Regions from separate parts of the Mus musculus genome. Here region 2 is linked to region 1. The links are chromatin contacts, called in public promoter capture Hi-C maps. All regions are on one chromosome and are shown on one strand. Each heading gives the region's core, a stretch centred on a gene start, on an enhancer-like site or on the middle of the called end of the contact. The rest is flanking DNA. Distances are from core to core; before and after follow the strand shown.

Evidence for each region. Capture Hi-C pulls out chosen DNA fragments and counts their contacts.
Region 2: a promoter capture Hi-C map of liver shows a contact between it and region 1. The contact joins two enhancer-like sites. A contact is called at or near these places in 1 of 484 Hi-C or Micro-C datasets (natural killer cells), 2 of 115 datasets of contacts at active chromatin or transcription factors (pancreatic cancer cells and regulatory T cells) and 2 of 9 other capture datasets (adipose tissue and liver).

The regions. Positions count from the first base shown.
Region 1 is chr19:53,179,715-53,183,332 of GRCm38.p6, forward strand. The region is part of intron 1 of Add3 (adducin 3 (gamma)); the gene reads left to right. Among named protein-coding and RNA genes, the nearest start is that of Gm52402, 27 kb to the right of the region's middle. Within about 2 kb of position 1,892, at least 79 of the 459 cell types and tissues checked have an H3K27ac peak or open chromatin away from gene starts, as enhancers often do. A contact at or near this core is called in liver, where this site is marked.
Region 2 is chr19:53,552,716-53,556,333 of GRCm38.p6, forward strand. No RefSeq gene overlaps it. Among named protein-coding and RNA genes, the nearest start is that of Dusp5, 25 kb to the left of the region's middle. Within about 2 kb of position 1,921, at least 91 of the 459 cell types and tissues checked have an H3K27ac peak or open chromatin away from gene starts, as enhancers often do. A contact at or near this core is called in liver, where this site is marked.

The sequences.
Region 1 (3,618 bases), core at 642-3,141:
ACAAACTTGTTTCTGAGCCCTGTGAAGGCAGAGGCTCGTTCCCCAGGATGCCACCAACACAAAACTGTATTCCTGGCATTCAATAGAAAATATAAGTATACTCGCTAAAATGAAAAATTTAAATAGTTTTAAAAGAATCTAAACTGAAGCTAAAGTATTGATGAAATGTATGTGTGCATGTGTAGAAAATTTGAACCCATATAATCAATTTTAAAAGGTATAGATTTGGGCTGGAAAGACACATCATCTCAGAGCACACTGGCCTCCTGTTTCAGATGATCCGGACTCAGTTCTCAGCACCCACATGGCAGCTTACAACTGCTGTAGAGTCCTCTTCTAGCCTGCATGGGCAACAGGCACACACATGGTACACGGCCACACATGAAGGTAAAGCACCCAGACACTTAAATAAAATGTAAAAAAGATAGTGTTTCATGTTTTTAAAAAGCTGAAGGGAGTAGGAGGGAGATGAGAGTAGGAATTGTGTATGGTTAAAGGCATGTTATGTGCATGGATGAAATTATCTAGGACTTTAAAAATACATAGAAACCTTGCGTGACTATAATGTAGAATTACTGGTGTTGATCCCTTCAAGCGTGTTTGTGCTTGAGATGAAGTGGCCTCCCCCTGAGGCGACTGTTCAAGTCTGTGCTGTCTCCCCCTTCAGGAAACTTTATATACACTCTTTTTCTTTTTCTTTTTTTTTTTTTCTTTTTGTCATTTCCACCTTGCTATGAATTAGGAAGTTATCACTTTTCTATGAAAAGGAAATGTCCCAGCAGTTCTGGCACTTGCTGCGAAAGAGGATGATCTTGGAACAGCCTTTTCTTCCTGCCATGTATCCCATGCTGCTGCTCCTTCCCCGTGCTGCTGCTCCTTCCCCGTGCTGCTGCTCCTTCCCCGTGCTGCTGCTCCTTCTTGCCTTGTTGTCTGTGAGTCGGTGACTTCGTTTTTCGGGGCTAGCTGTTTGTGTATCAGATCCACACTGGTGCGTCCTGCAAGGACTCGTGCAGTAGTGGTCTGCTGCACTCTGAGGTAAAAAGGGAGTTGGGAAAGACACTGAAAGAAGAAAGAAGTATTTACAAGTATTTTTAAGGCATTTCCTTAAAAAATGTCCACAACTCTGTGTCTTCTAAGCCTGCCTGTTTGTGCACACGACTGTTTCCTGTGTGTGTGTGTGTGTGTGTGTGTGTGTGTGTGTGTGTGTGTGTGTGATCACACTCCTGCCCATGCACTTGGGGTCTTTATGCACGCAAGCAGATTGTTTCTAGTATTCTAAATTCCTTCTAAAGGGGCGCTGAGGAGTACTGGTCTATATCACTATCAGTTATCGCTGGCCTGGCGTGAGCACCTTTTGCACGTGTTGCTCTGGTGCCTAGAACACTGTGTCAGTGTTTCTTTGCTTGAGTGACTTTTCTTTGAATGTACTGTTGTGGGACATGTGAGTTACAAAGCATTTTAATTCCATTTTAACTCCATTGCCTGGGATCTGGCTCAAGTCTGTGAGTCACGTCAAGGTCTGTGAAGGGCAGAAGGAGAATTCAGATTTCTAAGTTAGACTGTTGCCACGGAAACAACTTGGAGAAGAGGCAGATTATGTAGTGTGTGTCCAAGTATGCATGGAGGAGCTAAAGCTACTTGGCCGTGCTTGCTACCGCCTGTTTGTTCTAATAGCACAGCAAACACACCAGACCCTTGGGGCTCTCTATGTGAGAACAAGGTAACTAGAGGCTACCTGTGGACTTCCTAAAGATTGTCATTTAGAGACTTGCTGATACTTCATCAAAGAGGCCCGTGTGGGCGGACTGCGAAGGCCCAGGTCAGAGGGTGAGTGTGCGGAAGTCGGAAGTGAGGTCAGTAGAGCCGGGGCTTGGGAACAGTTGTGTGTTCAGATGCTGCTTCCTGCCCAGTGAAGAGAAAGTCCTGGAACCTCGCTCGCTGTTGGCTAAAGAGAGGCCTGTACGCTTGACAGGTCGCAGCTGTGTCCTGTGCGTGGTGTGAAAATGTGTTTGCTTCCCTGGTCAGTTAGCTTTTTTGCTTTCCTAATACATTAAAGTTTATTCCAGTGCTTCATGGAGCAAGAGGCTGGATTTGTGCCCAGACAGATGTTAGTATGAACAACAGCTAAATGGTAGGTTGTAGGCACACACTGAATTACAAATGGGGTTTGTGTGTTGTTAAACTTGAATGTGTGTGCGTGTGCGTATTGGTTTTAGTTTTCTCTGTATAGTCCTGGCTGTCCTGGAACTGATATGTAAACCAAGCTGTCCTGGATCTCAGAAATCCACCTGCTTCTGCCTCCTGAGTGCTGAAGTTAAATATTCATTCCATGGCTGGCTTTAAAATTTAATTTATATGTCATATTTTAAAGCATATGTGTTTTTCCCGCATGTATATCTGAGCACCATATGGATGAAGTTCCAGTGGAGGCCAGAGAGGGCATCGGAATCTCTGGAACTGAGTTGTGGAGAGTTGTGAGCCTCCAAGCGATGCTGAGAACTTAATCTGGGTCCTCTATAAGAAAGAGCAGCCAGTGCTCTTCACTTCTGAACCATCTCTACTGAATTTTCTCTTTCTTTTTCAAGAAAATGTTTCTCTGTGTTGCCCTGTCTATCTTGGAACTTGCGCTGTACACCAGGTTAGCCTCAAATTCAGAGATCCACCTGCCTGCCTCTCTCTCTCTCTCTCTCTCTCTCTCTCTGTCTCTCTCTCTGTATATTTCTCTGTGTGTATCCCTCTGTCTCTGTCTCTCTGTATATCTCTCTGTGTATATCTTTCTTTCTCTCTGTCTCTCTCTCTTTCTCTCTCAAAATACAGGGTCTTACTATGTAACCATGGCTGTCCTGGAACTCACTATGTAGACTAGGCTACCTTTGAACTCAGAGATCTGCCTATCTCTGTCTCCTAAGTGCAGGGATTAAAGGCATGCGGCACCATTTCAGTCTTAGAATAAAATCTTAAAACTAAGTCTCAGAAGTACATGGATGCTTTAGGTTAGGCTACTACATACATGGACCTCCATGCCTAGATTATTTCTGTTTTTTTGTCATTTTTTTTGTTTTGCATGTGTGTGTATATGGATATTTTGCCTATATTGTATATCTGTATCACATTTGTGCCTGGTACCCAGAGAGGACAGAAGAGGGTCTTAGATTCCCTGGAACTGAAGTTACAAACAGTTGTGAGCTGCCATGTTTGTGCTGGGGAATGTACCCAGGTCCTCTAAAAGAGCAGCCAGTGGCCTTAACTGCTGAGCCATCATCTCTCCAGCCCTTTTATGTATTATTCTTAACATTGCGTATTTAGCAGTCTATTTGCTCTTGACCTCAGCTCTTCCTCACTGTGACTTTCTTCCCCATTCATCAGATTGTTTTGTTGAATATAGTTCTAAACTGACATTTAATTCTCACAGAAGTTGGAAGTTTTGTTATTCCTCTTTAGTCTTATTTTGAAGTCTGCTACAAGTGTGTCAGTCTCTTGTAGGTGAGATGTGCCTCTGAGCTTCTGATTTGTTCCCAGCCATGTTATCCTTGACTCTGGCTTCCCCTCATCCCCTCTGTTAGTTCTTTTGGAGTTACGCTCTCCGTTTCATAGCGTGTTTGATCTTGTGTTGTTTGC
Region 2 (3,618 bases), core at 671-3,170, 370 kb after region 1:
CAAAGTTCCAGACAAATGGTAATTAATTTTCACAACAGATTCCACAAGAGGATGGGTGCCAGCCGAAGGCCAGCAGGCATTTTCCCGCATCTTTTCCCACTCCTTCTACTTACTACCAGTGGGCGGGCAGCCCTAGGGAGACACATGGGTAGGAGGCCTAGATCTTAGTTAGACTCCTTCAGCCAAGAAGGCTCCAGGGCAGAATGAAGTTCTTTTCAGCAGGCTTCCTGCTACTGCCCCCTGCTCTGATCTCCCAGAGGATGACTCAGAATGACCCAGGCAAGAGTGGGAACATTTCTCGCCTCCACTGGCCGCTGGCTGAAGCTAAACATTGAGTTAGCTGACTCGGCAGAAACCTCAGGCTCTAAAACTAAGACAGCCTGCTGCATCTGTGTGCCCATCCAGGGCACACAGCCACCTCTCTTCCCCCAATCCGGAAATGATTTTAGACCTTAATGCACATTGTAGGGAAAGTATAAGGTAGTTGTGTGAAGCCTAGAAAATACTGAAAAATATTAGGAGGCAGGAGAAATAGAAACAATATTTCAATAATTCCACTATTGCCAGTAGAACCCCTGATGAGATCTTGATACTTTTTTTTTTCCTGCCTCTTTGTTGCCATTGCTATTTTTGTCTTGTCTTGTTTTGTTTTGTTTGAGACTAGGTTTCTCTATGTAGCCCTAGCTGTCTAGGAACTCTCTGTGTAGACCAGTCGGCCTCAACCTCACAGCTCCACCTGTCTTTGCCTCTGGAGTGCAGGGATTACAGTGTGCACTGTCATACCTAGCTATCCACTAGCTATTTATCTGGTGCTCCTGGAAATACTAACTTATACACATAGTGGAGTTGGGCAAATGGCTCCATCAGTAAAACCTTTGCTGATCAAGCACGAGGCACGCTTGGATCCCCAGCTCTTACCAGGCATTGTGGCATCTTGTTAGCTCAGCTTTGAGGAGGCAGAAGCAGGAGCTGCCTGCAGACTGCTTGCTGGCCAGCTAGTCTTGATGACATCAATGAGCTCCAGGTTCACTGAGAAACCTTGTCTCAAAGAAACAAGGTGGGTGGAGCTAGAGAGATGGCTCAGCAGCTGAGAGCGCTGGCTCCTCTCCTAGAGAATCCAGGTTTGAGTTCCAGCACCCACAGGGCAAATCATAACTGTGACTCTAGTCCTGGGGGATCTGATGCCCTCTTCTGCCCTCTCTAGGCTCCAGGCATGCACGTAGTGCACATACATACATTCAAGGAAAATATTCATACACATAAAAAAAAAAAAGGAGAGTGATGAAGATGACACCCAAAGTGACCCCAGCCTCCACACAAACATGCCTACACATGTGTACACATGCATATGTCACACAAATGTGTGTGTGCACACACATAATAAAACAGACGTGTGTATACATAGATGTGCACACACACTTATAGTAAAGCAAAGACATGTATGTGTGTACACACACACAGTAAAGCCCAGGATCTCTGCACACCCAAATCCAAACAGAACAGCAGGCTATTTAAAGTGAAAAGTCAAATTTTACCCACAGGAGGAAATTTTTTTTTTTTTTGGTTTTTCGAGACAGGGTTTCTCTGTGTAGCCCTGGCTGTCCTGGAACTCACTCTGTAGACCAGGCTGGCCTCGAACTCAGAAATCTGCCTGCCTCTGCCTCCTGAGTGCTGGGATTAAAGGCATGCGCCACCACTGCCCGGAGGAAATCCTTTTCTTGTAGACGCCTTCCGACGTCGTCTGTTGCATACATAAGCACAAGTATGCACAGCATCACGTGTATACTTTGCCCTTTTCCACGTCACATGACTCCACATTTTTTTTTATGCCATTAAAAAAGAGCACCAGGCAAACCTGGTATTGACTGCTAATGTTTTTCATCCGGCTGGGAGATTTCAGTGTACTTAACCTTTTGCCCATTTCTGGACTTTTACCCAGGTGAGGAACAGGAAGGATTGAGTCAGAACGAAGTGTGGGAGGAGGAAGCTTGCCAGACTGTCCTGAGGTCCACCAGCCATGGCCCGGGTACTTCCCTAGTTTTTCTACCCTACCCTCCAGATGAGGAGAATGAGGCACAGGAGAGAGAAAAGAGGAGTCTGCTTGTGGGTTAGTAGCCAGAGTTCCAAGTACAATTTATCAGTGAAGGCCATGGCCATTGGACTTCACCAAGACTTACTGGGAAGATCCTAGGTTTTATGGTACACGCTGCTTAGCTAGAGACAGCATGACCCCTCATCCAGTCTGTCTCCCAGTCATCTCCCATCCCATCCTTCCAGGCATCAGGGATTCAGGGTGCAGAGGGCATAGTCTTCCTTTATGGCAGTTAACAGTTTCATGCAAATGGATGTGTCAACAAGCTGTCACTACCCACCATAGGAAAGGGACCAGCAAGGAGCGTTGGGGGTCCAACCCACCACAGCTTCCTCTCTCAGACAATCAAGTCTGAGACCAAGGTCAAGGAAGGCAGGTAGCAGGCCCTGAGTCAGGAGTCTGGTGCCTGGCAGGAAGTGCCAGGGAGGCTGACCCACCCCTGCACTCTCCTCTCCCCTCTGCATCAGCTCCCCCCCACACCCCATTTTCTGGTCTGTTCCTGGCTTCCTGCCCTTCACAACATGGCTTTCCAGGTTCCCAGGGCAGCAGAGTGGGTGGTAGGTCTCCGGCTTCTGAGAATGTTTTCAAGAATGCTATTGTGGTTTATTTTCTAGAAATTCAGGACATTTCCATCACACTTAGGAAAGGAGTGGGAGGCACAGGGCCCGATGAGCAGTCTGACTGGAATGCTGGTCTGGAATACTGGAAAGTGACTGACTGGGAATCGAGACTTAAGTTGACAAAGCCATAGGAACACACCCTGGCGATCTTAAACAGCAGAAGGGTTCACAACATAGGGGGATCTGAGATGTGACAGCTTATTGAAAAAAATAAGCAAAAAAATTTAAAAATACACAGGCCTAGAGCAGCAAGTAGGTGAAATGGACATTTCACCTAAGTGAAGGCTCAGAATGGTTTACCACTGAGGCCAGGTGGTACAGCGAAGGCGGTGGCAGCAGAGGGCCCTTAGAGTCTAGGAGCCAGGCCATGGGCTAGAAAAGCAGGCTTGCTTATCTTTGGTCTGCACCCAGATCTGCTGCACTAGGCTTGAAGGCTGCTGCGTTGCCCTTGGCCTTGGAGGGTAGGGGTCTGGGGGTAGGGCTGGGGGAGGGGAACCTGTTATCCAGAACAAAGTCCTGCCTGTTGGATGGGGCTTTGGGTCCTCTACCATGGCACCTCAGTGATGCTGTGGAGATGTAAAAGAAATCTAAGGAGAGAGGTTTGCACAGTGCCAGATGGTCAGTAGATGCCGGCAAGGGGCTCTTGGCCACTGGTGTATGACACGAGTGTGACACGCTTCTCTTTCAAATAAGGTACAGGTAGTTTTCATTCTAAATGGTGGCAGTGCCTGCCTTTGATACCAGCCTAGCACTCAAGGAGCTAGTCTACAGAGAGTGTTCCAGAACTGTCAGGGCTGCACAGAGAAATCCTGTCCCAGAAAACGAAAGGAAAAAAAGAAAAAAACAAAAAAAAAAACAATTTCTACCCACAGACACCCACTGTCAGTATTGAATGTTTCCAGTCAG